2 separate regions of the Drosophila melanogaster genome follow, and region 1 is linked to region 2. The links are chromatin contacts, called in public HiChIP or PLAC-seq maps. All regions are on one chromosome and are shown on one strand. The core of a region is the stretch at or near the end of the contact, and the rest is flanking DNA. Distances in the headings are between cores, read along the strand shown. Region 1 holds the start of Ugt35A1 (UDP-glycosyltransferase family 35 member A1). Region 2 holds the start of Ak3 (Adenylate kinase 3).

Region 1 (6,700 bases), core at 1,979-4,478, 280 kb after region 2:
TCAAATCGGTGAGTTGAACCCTTTTCGAGGCCTCGGGAAAGTATTTCGCATACATTTTCTCCTGCTCTGACATATGAACAAATCTGTAGTTAAGCCAGGCAACCGTAGTATCCACAAAGTTGGACAGACGCTCCAAGAAAGTCATTCGATCCGTAAGACCCCCCGTTGCTAGCGGAGTATACGATAGAGGAGATTCATTGCCCACTAGCGCATCAATATTCCAATCAGTTCCAAAGGTGGATATGCCAATTATAGGTGCATTGAAGTGGGCCGCGAATCCATAGTAGGCATCCGAGCGTAGAGCCTCTACAATTATAAGATCGAAATGATCCTTTCCCGGTGGCAAAAGGGTTTCTGTAACCTCTTTGTTGGTAAGAACACAGCGTGTAACGCTTACAAAGAATTTATTGATGAAGTTGTTCTCTTGCCACAAATTCATTGGTCCGCTCAGTTCGTTTATCAATTCTTAAAGATTGTTACAAAATTGTGTAACTGAAAATGTGTTACATACAAGTATGTTTTTATCATCTATCTTACCCTTATAATTGTTAAATACATCTGGGATAAACACATCTCTGAAGTTAACCACTGGTTTCTTTTGCGGAAACGCATTAACCGAGGTCACCTGGTGACCCCGATTAGCCAGTTCCTTTAAATAAGGTACCACATTAATATACTGTGATGGCCCCGGAAACGGAAATATAGCCAATATCCTGGCAGCTTGCATAGAAGCTGGCAGAGTTAGTAACAAAAAACCTATCCGTAGAGCGAGCATCTCAAAAATCGTCTGCACTTCGCGATCTCACTTTGTAAACTGAATCGGCAAACGCATCACAACATAGTTCTAAGCTGTTAGATAACACTGCATGCCACTGACATGCAATAGTAATTCTCGACAGATGAGATTACGTAAATTTCGTAGGCGATCCACATCTCACCGTCGCACCCCATCACAATTTGTTTCCCTGTCTTATCCCCTTTAATCCCCTAAACAAACACACCGCTCTTCTGAATTAACAATTGTGTGCACTCGAAGAAAAAAAAGGGTTAGTTTACAATTCAAGTGAAAAAATTCAAAAAATAGGTTCTTACTTTAGCTTAAAACCTCGATTCTTCTTTAAGGGTATGCATATCAAATTAAAAATTAAATTTTCTATGCCTTACATAGCTTTTAAAGTAGTCAGTTAATAATAGAGCTTTAAGCTACGGTTAAGTAGAGGCCAAGGTTCATGCGTGCACTATATGATTATAATGACAGCACTTGACGTATTAGCAGTAGTTTCTTTTGAATGAATTTAAATAATTAGTCGCCCCAATGAGCATTTTTTTTTGCTATGATGTCTAAATAGCTAATATGAAAACAATTTAATATTTTTTTTTTCATTTATTTATTTAAAAATTAATTCACAGGTGCTGGTAACAAAACAAAAATGCAAATGTTTACTGCTCTAAGAGGAAACATAAGTCGGTGGCGGCATGAACTCAAACAGTTAATCGACTTTAATTGATTACTGGGTCTTCAATTTACTCGCCTCCGCACGATTTTTTCGGATTTTACTTATAAGCGAAACGAAGACCCTTTGTAAGCATTTAATCAAAATAACGACGATCAGTAGGGAGACAAAAGTGATTGCGATGAGGAGCCCCCAGGTGTCCAGTCCGTGGAACTGAATAAAATCCAGATCACGCGAAGCACATCTCAAGTGTTTGGCTCCCTTATGCCGCAATACGTACTCGGTCCACCAAATGGCGCGCTCCAAAGCGGTTTCCTTCTGATCTCGGAATAATTTGGATTTAGTCTGAGCTGCTGCCGCATAACTGGGATTACTCAGCAATTCCTGGATCAAAGGCGTCAGTTCTGTCGCATTGACACTCCATATATCAGCACTGAGACCATAGCCTACCTGCTTGGCCCTCTGAACATTCAAGTGCTGATCATAGAAAATGGGCAATCCAAGTATGGGCTTTCCAAAGTATATACTCTCGATGGTGCTCAATAGACCTCCGTGGGTGATGAAGAGCTTAACATTCGGATGAGCGAGAATATCGGGTTGGGGGAACCACTTGCTGATGAAGACATTATCGGGTTTTTCGGGCAACTGATCATCCTCGAATTTCCACAGCACACGTTGTGGCACACTGGCAAAGGTTTGCATTAGCATTTTTCGTGTGGATGGCGGCAAGTCTTTGCTTTTGATATTGGAACCCATGGAGAAATAGATTACTCCCTTCTCCGATTGCTCGACAAATTCCGACAGTTCCTTTGCTAAGGGCTGAACCTTTCGCTTCTGTTGTAAATGCAGTCCGCCCACCTCGATCATATTGGGCAAATAGGGGCGTGGATAGCTCAGGGAAAAGTGCTGGCCGAGAAGCATTAGCGCAAAGCTGTCCAAAACTTCATCCAATGATTTCCTGGCCGTGGGAAAGTATTTCGCATACAGATCCCGTTGAGACGGCAGGTGGACAATCCTCTTGTGCAGCCACATTACCGAGGCTTCAAACACATTCATCACACGATCCTTGAAATCCATTTGCTCCGTTCGCGATGAGAGTAGCAAGGGATTGTAGGACAATGGCGATATGTTGCCCATTAACTCATCGATGTGTGTATCTGTGCCGTACGATGAGATACCTATGGTTTCTGCTCCAAAATGCTGGATCAAACCGAAGAGGGCTTCGGTTTGCACCGCTTCCATTATAACCAAATCGAATTTCTCGCCGCTGTTCAGTAAATCCTTTACAGCCGCATCATCCAGGATACTTGTGGTCAAAAGATTGAGAAACTGTGTGGTCATAGTCAACATTTGCCATTGACTCGCCGTTTGGGTGTAATCTGCATTTCCAAATGCTACAATAAATGTGAATTTTAATAGATAACTTGAAGAAATACCTGACAACTGCTTGAGTTTACTTACCCGCCATTATTTCGTGAATTTTTTTAGCACCAATCACCCGAAAGTTGGGCTCGTTTTTATCGCTACCAAAGGTATTGATTACGGTGACATTGTGACCCCGATGGGCCAGTTCCTTCATAAACTGCTCAGCGAAAATGTACTGCGATCGGCCGGGAAAAGGAAACACGGCCAATATGCGCGAACTTTGAACCCCTTCATCGGCATTTGCGGCGAACAGCCATATCAGGCCAATTAGCAGAATGCCAAGACCAGTTACAGAAAATATTCCACCCATTTGCAAGGCAACCGCAGCGATTCGCTGACGAACGACAACTAATCTAACATAAGAACTTTTTCATATATAATTATCGGGGAATGACGATTAGAAGAATCGCCCAAAATTTACTCATTGCCCACACAAAGCAAGTTCAACGAAGCGAAACAGTGGCCTATTAATTTCAAACCAAAACAAATTCACAGTTCGCTCTCTTTGTATGTTTTAATTTATGCACTTATATATATATATATATATATATATATATATATATATATATATTTGTATATATATACATTTTTGGCGTCACCGGCTTGACTCAAACAACTTTGTTGATTGTTTACACACAATACTCAGATGTTATGTAACTAATAGGAGAAACAAATAGCACTCTTTTTTCAATCTGGTTCTCTTAAGTTCTCTTAAGCGCTCTATCGACTTTTGGTTCTCAAACTCTCCAGTTGATTTTGAGTAACTTGTTGGTAAACAAAATGTCTTGCGCTCAGAGAACTTGCAAAATGTTTATAATCGTTTAGTAGATTCTTTATCTATTCAAACATTTTTAGTAATTCAGTTTTGGCTTTGGCTGATAAATTTTAATAAAATTCTCTTTACATATATGTTGAAAATTGAATGAAAATATAGAAATATATTGCTGTCTAATTGTACAGAACGTCACAGACGTGCACTAAATGGTTCCATAAAATGAGTCTAATACTTAGAAATAATCGTAAATTAGGGGCTATTAAGATTAGATAAAGCTACCTACCAATAGCGCTTATCATTCATTGTCCCTCCTGTAATCAGGCTAAAAAACAGTCATAAAATAATTACAATCCAGTTGAAAATATTTATTGTATTTATTCGTATTTTCTAAAATATTAATTTGTATTCACATTTTAATTTGTTATTTTTACAGCTACGATTTTATTAATAAATCGTATACATGATTAATAAACGTATATCTAAAATTAACTTCTAATTAGATGTTTCGTAGGTAGAAATGACTTTGCAGATGTTGACAAATGATTTAGCCATCTTCTGCTTTTTGAGAGGACCAGAAAAACTAAAGCCACCACCAAGGATAGCCGCGATCCGACCATTATGAAATTGTCCAGGGAATAGTAATCGAACAACTTTAACTGGGACTGAGATATTTTCATGTGATCTGCACCCTTGTAGCGTATTATGTACTCCGTCCAATAAATGGCCGCATCCAAAGGATGAATGGGCTGATCCCTAAATCTTTGGGAAATAGCCAAGGCACTCTCTCGATATTCCGGCTCATTTATCATGCTGTGTATAGCATCCTTCAACTCTTTTACTGTCAAGCTATTGATGTTCAACTCCAGAGCTACTCCCTCCTCCTTCATGATTTCCAAATTCCTGAATTGATCGAAAAACGATGGAAGGCCCAATACTGGCTTCGCATAGTAGGCAGCTTCTATAACGCTCATCATTCCGCAATGGCTTATAAAGAGCTTTACGTTTGGATGAGCCAAAATTGCTTGCTGTGGCAAAAGTTTGGAGTGGTAGATATCAGTGCCCAGACTCATCGTAGATTCACCATCGAACTTCCAAATCACACGCTGTGGAACCGATTTGAAAGTCTCCACCAGAATTTCCTGCGTTTTCCTTGGCAAATCTTTACTGTCCTGTTCCAGACCCAGAGAAAACAAGATCACTCCATGTTCTGCTTCATCGATGAACACTTGCAGATCGCTCGGCAGCTGTGGATCCTCTTTGGGAATGTGTAGACCAGCTACTTCAACCATTCCCGGCACATTGGGTCTGGCCCGAAACAGGCTAAAGTGTTGATTGAGCAGCATCAATGCAAAGTCTTGCCGGATCTCATGGAAGCTCTTCTCCAGATGGCCAAAGAAGTGGTCGTGGATAAGGCGCTGTTTTGGTAAAAATACCAAGTTGATCAGCAGCCACTCTTCGGTTGTGTATAACCAATTGTAGATGCGATCCCAAACGTTTTTCACATACTTTGCACGAAATGGCATTATGGGCTCTGTCAAAGTGGATGTTGAAAAACCCACCAGGTTATTTATATTCCAATCTGCTACGCAGGTGCAAATTCCGATCAGTTGGGCGCTGAAATGGGCTGCCATGCCATAGAGCACGTCACTATATCCAGCTTCCAGGACCACCGCGTCAAATGTTATTCTTGACTTCATTAATGCTCGAACTTCCACATTATTGAGGACATTAAGCGTAGCATTTGCCATAAGACTCGACATAGAACTAATTTCCTCCCACTTATTGTTCGCTGAAGCGATTCCAACGGATTCCTCAAACTCTGCAGTAAATATGAGACAAAAGCATATATATTAGAGATTTCTGTTCTTTAATCTAAAGAATCTAAGAATCTAATCTAAAAGAAACTACACTTCGCTTGATTGATTCTTATTTTGGCAGTTGATAAAATTGCAATTAGAATAAATTTACACTCTTGCGTCTGACATAAGTACATACACACTACCTTATCTGAGATAATGATTCAATGGGCAATTAAGATTTTGATACTTACCTAAAAAAACATTATTATTATACCATATTCGTATAAAGGTGACATCCTCAATTTTGTGCATGCAGTGCTTGTATGCATGTATCACCGTCAGCTGGTGACCCCGATCTTTTAGAGCCTGGATATAGGGTGTCACAAGCATGCATTGCGAGTGGGATTCAAAGGGGGCGATGACGAGGATGCGGGAACTACGTATCCAACATATCGAGTTCGAAATCAGCCAGAACATCGGGAGAAGCCATCGCCCCGGAGGAAACATATCGATTGAGCGACCGCTTTCAAACTGACTGACTGAAGAGATTTCCAGCCGATTTCTTGTGCATTTTCGCTCATTGTATTTGTTCGCTGATTAGATTACACCGAAGAGAATTTATTTTGACCAAAACCAAAATAGTATCATTTCGTCTATCGGCATGTGCGGTCGAATTACGTGAAATGTTCAGCGGCCCGGGTATTGCTGGTCTACTGCTCACGGTTTTGCTTTTTGGCCTTTTGTGTCCGAAACTGACCAATGCGGAAAATATCTTGGCCGTATTCTCGTACACCTTTGGCTCGTCCTACTTGCTGATTACTCCGTTCTTAAGGAATCTTGTCCAGCGGGGCCACCAGCTAACTTTGATATCGGCCGTAACGATTATGCCCCACATAGAGGGTGTCCATCACATTCGAGTGCCCAAATTGGATATGCTGATGAAAAGTAATGAACCTCAACGCTTCTATATAGCTCTATACCTATAAATATGTAGAACCGAACAAAAGTGCCCTACTGAATTATTGAAAATAATCTACGCTTATCAAAACGGCACCAGAGAATTGTTATCGCAATGGTTTGAATAATCAACCCAATCATTTTACACTTTTTGCTTGCCATTACCAAATATAAAATTTGTTAGCCTAGTTCAGCCTAATTAAGTTTGAAAAACGAGGTAAGGTAATTTAATTTAGGTCCACTGCGGCCATGTCTCCAATAGCTTAGTTTTAATTAAAATTTTAAAATTA
Region 2 (6,053 bases), core at 1,613-4,112:
GGCACACTCAGTTGGCGTGCCGAAAAAGCCGTAATATTGGGCCAAGCGCAAGTCGGGTCTAAATGAGAGAGAGGTGAGAGGGCGCTCGCAGCACAGTGGTGGCCACAAAGGGGTTTATATAGGTTTTTTTTTTTAATTATCCAGAAATAAGATTCCCAGTAATGGTATATTCCGAAGTATAGTGTTTAAAAGGCAAACAGCTATCTCCATTTTATTATGAAGTATACCTTTAAAACAATAAGTGGTTTATTGAATTTTTTATAAATGACTTAAAGAATTTTAAATCTGACATAATTGGGCGCCCTTGACTGTACAAGCGCCTCTCTGTTGTGATTTGCCACTATACAGGTGTGCGTGAGAACAGCAGCTGGTCCGTGCATGTGTGAGTAAGAGAGCGCGAGACTAAACGGGAGCGCCACACTATCCCATATTTTTTAGAAATTAATGCGCTACGCGATAAAATGAAGGGCATTTGGGTGTCATGAGGTGAAGCTAAAAGTGTTGGCTTCACGCATGGGGCCAAGGGTTTGTGGACATTGCCTAAAAATAGATCGACGGCTGTCCGTTAACTGCCCAAAAGTCAAAGTCGGCTGTTATCAGCGCATATATATATATATTTATATATATAAAAAACGCGATTTATTATCAGAGCACAGAATACGAGTACAAAAATATGTTTATACAAAAAAGGGGGGAGCTGCAAGACATGCTCATGAGGGGAATGATATCTGTGGAAGAAGGAATACATGACAGCTGCTACTGTGTAAGGCTTCGCAATTACATTAATTATACGCCTGTTCCTCTTAACCGGCCCACAAACATACATATTTCATACGTATTCATTTATATATATCTAAATATATTATGCACTTAATTGAACACAGCAGTTTATCGTTAGTTTGTGCACATTGGATGTAATTTCGGGGTTGCTCCATTACGCATTTATGCGGTCGTTGAGGAAAAGCTCCATCATCGGCCAGATCTCCTTTGTCTGTTTTCCCTTGAAAGTGGCAACCAGACCCTTCTTTTCGTACCAGGCTATTACCGGGCTCATCACCTCATCGTAGAGCTCCAGTCGCTTGGCCACCACATGGGGTTTATCATCTTCGCGTTGCATCAGCGGCTCCCCCGTCACATCATCTTTGCCAGGCACTTTGGGATTCTTGAAGCCAATATTGTACACCCTGCCGGAGGGCGCATGGATCCAGCGATTCTTGACCCGGTCGATAATCACACTATGTGGAACGTCCAGCGTGATCACGGCATCGATTTGCTCGCGTGCAGCCAGTGCCTCGGCCTGGGCTATATTGCGCGGGAATCCGTCTAGGATGTACGACCTGTTGCCTACCTCGGTTATCCGGGCCAGCATCGTCTTGGTCACAATCGCGTCGGGCACCAGTTTACCTTCAGCAATGTACTGCTTGGCCTTTTTTCCAAGTTCTGTGTTTTTTATGATGTTCTGGCGCAGAATGTCCCCCGTGGAGATGTGCACACATCCATGGTTCTTGCAGATCAATTCCGAAATAGTTCCTTTGCCCGAGCCGGGGGCTCCGATTATCACAGCGCGAAAGATTTTCGTAAACATGTCTAAGCTCTAGTTCTTCAACCTCTCCTTGAGCTGCAAGACAAAAAATTGAATTGATACATGGTTAAATTTAATATGATATGATAAAAAAATTCGGTTTATCTATTTAATATAGGATCTGTTTTTATATTTTGATTTAGGGTCAATAACATATAATCTTGGCAGTAAAACCAAAATTATTTCAGTTGACCATACTCGACTACTTTTATGGGCGATAAGACTATCAAGCACGCCACAATTGTTTGATACAGAGGTGATGAAGGTCATAGTTTTCGCTAAAGCTTATGTGTTTTATGTGTGACTAATCACGGGAATCCAACCAATGATTCCATTCAATTTGTGAGCGAACACGGCAATAAAGAGTGGGTAAATATAACACTAAATCACTTGTCAGCTTTTGTGCTCGTGAACCAACATGCCGCTTGGTAACAAGTGTAGCGCAAACACTTAAAAGAGCGCCACCAGCAAAAACAACAAACAGAAGAGACAAGCGTGGCTTTTCAGCCTTATGTTCTTTGTCTTCATGTATAACCAGATATTGTTGTCGCCCCGCTTATCGTCCAAAGTCCGCACGGAAAATTATAGAGAATATATGTAGACATGTATATATGTACGTGTTTAGTGTTAATGTCGCGCGTGTTGTGTTGTTTTTCTGCAATTCTGCATTTCTGCACTGCACGCGGCCTTGCACTTTTACTGGCTTTCATAGTTATATAAATTAGCAGCTGGTAAAAACCACCTCCTTTCACACTTACACGGCACCTTGGTTTTTGGGAAAAATTTCGGGTGTCCGCCGACGTATCTCGGTAGCAATTCTCGTTCGCGTACTAATTTGTGCGATAACTTGTCGCCGTAAGTATTCTAATTTCGTGTCCGCAGCTGCGGCGTCCGAAGTTTGTTTTTTCTTTTTTTTTGTTTGTTCCGCTTCTGCCGGCTGGCGAATATCAAATGAAACAAGTCGTTATCTTTCGTGTTTGCTTGGTGCTTGTTGTTTAGCTTCCAGACTTGTCTCTCTCGCTTTAGCTCTCTCTTAGGAGCCCCAACTAACACTAACAGCCGGGTGTTCGTCCCCTCTTTAACCACTTTTTCTCTTACTCTCCGTCTCTCACTGCGAAAGTGCAGCGTGAAGTGTTGATAAGGGGCACGGCGGGGGATACACTCTCCGGGATATTGCGCTCTCTATTGGGGCTCTCTTACACTCTCACTACGCGTTGGACTTTCAGTTCATTCCATGTGCAAAATCAGAATCTGATATCTGAAATACAAAAATGACAAACTATTGTGTTTAGTTTTGAAGTACTTATCCTAACATTGATTAATTTTGCATAGATATGCGATTCATATACTTACATTTTTATATGTTTGTACGCTATATTCAAATTTTAAATACCGACAATTTCCTGATTTTACTTTACGCTACGTGTTGTCTGAAAAGAACCAATAATCGATTGATTGTTATAGTTTGTAATAAATTCGCTTCGCAAGCTTCTTTATTTAGTGACCAATGAACAATTCCCAAAGGGAGCGTTTTACAAATTTGAATATCAAATCAAATGTACCCTATCAGCTAAAAGGAAACTTAAGACTCGTAGGCGAGGCCCTGTTTACGCCCTTTCTTCTCGTCCAGATCTATCATCAGCAACACCCTTTTTCGGCGGAGTAGCTGCCCTTTCATCTTTGCCATTTGGCTCCACGGTGCGTGATACACTGCGTTTATGGGGATTGTGCCAGGAGTACCTGCTTCGATTCACGGAGCCACGATCCCTCGGCATGTAGCGAGACTGAAAGCGTCGAGGACTCCGACTGCGTGAGCGGGAGCGACTGCGGGATCGGCTGCGTCGATAGCGGGATGCCGGCGATGGTGTGCGACGGGGCACAAATGGTGAAGGCGATCGGCGTTTCAAAATGGGCGATGGAGAACGCCGACGATGAAAGGAGCGCGAACGCCGAGTTCGGCGATTACGGTAGCGTCCAATCACAAAGCGATTTCCGTAACTGCGTGGCGAGGGGCTGCGCGAACGGGAGTAGGTACGTCGGCGACGCGACCGTGATCGGCTAATCGATCTGGACCTCGAGCCAGAACGCCGGCTCCTGAGCGACGAACGCGTGCTCCTTCCAAGCCGACGATTACGTGAGCGACTTCGCGAGCGGCTTCTACTCCTACTCCGGCTGCGGGAGCTGCTGCTCCGTCCTCCCTTGAGTGGCTCCGCTGGCGCTGCTAGACGCAGCATTCCCAGCTTGTCCATCTGCAGCGGTCGTTTCTTAATCTGAAAGGAGAGCTTGGGTGCCGGCTCCGGATGTTTCTTTTGCCCCAGAAACTTGGGCGCTGGTGGTGGCTGGGCGCCTCCAAAGCCAACAACGGAGGCCGCATGACGCGATGTGCTGGGTCCCACATTGTCAAAGCTTGACTTTCTAGATGAGACTGCTGTTTTTTTCATTGGTGGCGGGGGAGGTGGTGACTCTTTTCCTCCTTCTTTTAGATAGCTCTTGATCTTGGCCTTGCGTTCCTCATCGCTCCTGGTGCTGTTCATGAGCCTAAAAGAAACACAAACTGTGGCATTAACTGCGTATTGTAAAATATTCAACAGCATTGACAACAAAACCGCATTGTTCATCCCAGATTTGAAGGAACATCGTTTAGGATGCAATTGCAGTTCGGAAGTCAAGCTAAATAATTCCTGGTACATACTTGTTGTCTTGTCTATCCCAGTTGGTTAGGCAGGGAGAATCTCAAGAAAATGTATACTTATTGTGCAATAAGCCTCTTTAGCTGCAAAACTCACCTGAGGGCCTCCTGGAAGTCGATCTTCTTAAGCAATTCAATGGGATCCTCCGTTTCGGACTTGGTCCTGGACCTCCTTCGCTCCTTCTTGTCCTTTTTCTTCTTTCCCTTCTTCTTGGCCTTCTTGTGTTTGCTCGCCTCGCGCAAAAGCTTCCGCACACTCGACACGGTCTCGTCGTCGTCCAAACGGAACTCATTGGCCTTATGGGCATCAATGACGGCCAACTTTTCATCTCCCGATTGCTTTAGCTTGTGTTGGGCATAAAAGGGCTGACTAATGTTTGACTTGGGCTTACCAGCTAAAATTGGAAATGAGTTATCGGTTTGAATAGTGTTCATGAGGGAATAATAAACGGTGGATCAGTGCTTAGCTAGCTAGCTAGCAAAGCCCCCATGCACTGACCCCACCACATGTACTCACCCGAATCTTCGCATTCACTATCACTGGCACTCGATGAGGAGGACTCGTCCGAGGACTGGCCACCGGTCATGTTCGACGGCTCAGTGCTTATTCTACGCTTACCGTCTCCACTTCGATGCAGTGCGTCCAGGGACTGGCGTGCTTCTTCGTGCAGCGGCAACAGATTTAGGCAATCGCTATAGGCCTTGACGGCTTCGGCTATGCGATTCTCCTCTTCGTAGCTGCGACCCAGAGCCACCAGCGTTTCGCCCATGTATTTGCGCGCGTTCACGTGATACTTGTTCAGGTGCAGAGCCTTCTCAAAGTCCTGCAGCCCTTTAAGAAAGCTGCCGCGATTCGCGTAGAGGGCACCGCGGGCCACCAGCGCCTCAACATTGCGCGGATCAATGTTTAAGGCCTTGTTCAGGCACTGAAAGGCCTCGACCTGTTGGCCGTTCTTAAAGTGTTCGATGCCATCAGCCACGGAGCTGATCAGCGGCCAATCAATGAAGTTGGGTGTTGGGTGCGATAGGGTGTGCGAATGATGGAATGACAAACACTCTCAAGGCTTAAGGTCAGTATATAGACTTACCGGAAGGCCCACTGGGAGGCCTGCTTCTGTCGCAACTCCGCGGCGTTCTCCTCCTCCGGGAATCCCGCCCTTAAATATGACATCAGTGACAGATTCTCGTTTGGCTGCAGTCCGTTCATTTGGAACAGCAAATCGTAGTTGGGATTTTCAAACTCTAAGGCTTTGTTTAGCTCATCCTCGTAGTGAGACGCAGATGGATGATCCAGGTTATGTATTTTACTACAGAAGAAGCATTCGTTAAACACGATTGAAAATATGCCTTAAAAACGATGCTTTACCTATAATACTTGGGCAACTCCTTAAAGTCGCAGAGACCAAACTTTAAATCCGGCACCTTATTGAACATGCCGATCATGTTCAGAGAGAGCCGCTCGGTATCCGCGGATATGTTGTTTATCTCACAGCGCAAGATGTCATTCTGGACAAAGCTGCGCGGATTGCCCTGCTTGTCCAGGGGCAAGGGACCCCAGAAGTCCTGCAGGATCACGGCCTACGACGTAGAATAGATATGATTAGTATGCGAAATATGACGCAAATAAAGGTCTTGGCTGTTACCTTTATGGGAATGTCAGCCAAGTAGGCGTGTTTGGGCTCAGCAGTGCAGAGTGGCTTCACTATGAGCCGGTTGCCGCTGGCCAGCCGTGTCACCTGCGTGTAGATGATGTCGCCCTGCTTCAGTGCAGACAATCGGTGC

What was found. HiChIP or PLAC-seq counts read pairs in DNA pulled down with a chosen protein or histone mark.
Region 1: an H3K27ac HiChIP or PLAC-seq map of the Kc167 cell line shows a contact between it and region 2, with 9 times the contacts expected there. The contact joins the promoter of Ugt35A1 here to the promoter of Ak3 in region 2. A contact is called at or near these places in 6 of 107 Hi-C or Micro-C datasets (the Kc167 cell line, the S2 cell line and the Sg4 cell line) and 1 of 6 datasets of contacts at active chromatin or transcription factors (the Kc167 cell line).

What each region holds. Positions count from the first base shown.
Region 1 is chr3R:11,169,436-11,176,135 of dm6, forward strand. Ugt35A1 (UDP-glycosyltransferase family 35 member A1) reads right to left here and starts at 3,229. Exons shown (of 2, transcript NM_079590.3): 1 at 2,916-3,229; 2 at 1,382-2,848. The coding sequence starts at 3,189. The coding sequence ends at 1,509. Ugt304A1 (UDP-glycosyltransferase family 304 member A1) reads right to left here and starts at 5,973. Exons shown (of 2, transcript NM_144362.2): 1 at 5,705-5,973; 2 at 4,006-5,473. The coding sequence starts at 5,960. The coding sequence ends at 4,140. Ugt35B1 (UDP-glycosyltransferase family 35 member B1) reads right to left here and starts at 811. Exons shown (of 2, transcript NM_079589.3): 1 at 538-811; 2 at 1-465. The coding sequence starts at 775. Ugt303A1 (UDP-glycosyltransferase family 303 member A1) reads left to right here and starts at 6,094. Exons shown (of 2, transcript NM_001275541.1): 1 at 6,094-6,398. The coding sequence starts at 6,137.
Region 2 is chr3R:10,886,726-10,892,778 of dm6, forward strand. It overlaps Ak3 (Adenylate kinase 3), which reads right to left and starts at 2,863. Exons shown (of 2, transcript NM_001300350.1): 1 at 2,348-2,863; 2 at 620-1,618. The coding sequence starts at 1,585. The coding sequence ends at 935. All of the region lies in intron 1 of Leash (leash), which reads left to right. It overlaps CG6621, which reads right to left. Exons shown (of 8, transcript NM_141779.3): 2 at 5,915-6,053; 3 at 5,638-5,849; 4 at 5,360-5,578; 5 at 4,789-5,255; 6 at 4,369-4,666; 7 at 4,275-4,286; 8 at 3,043-4,120. The coding sequence ends at 3,190.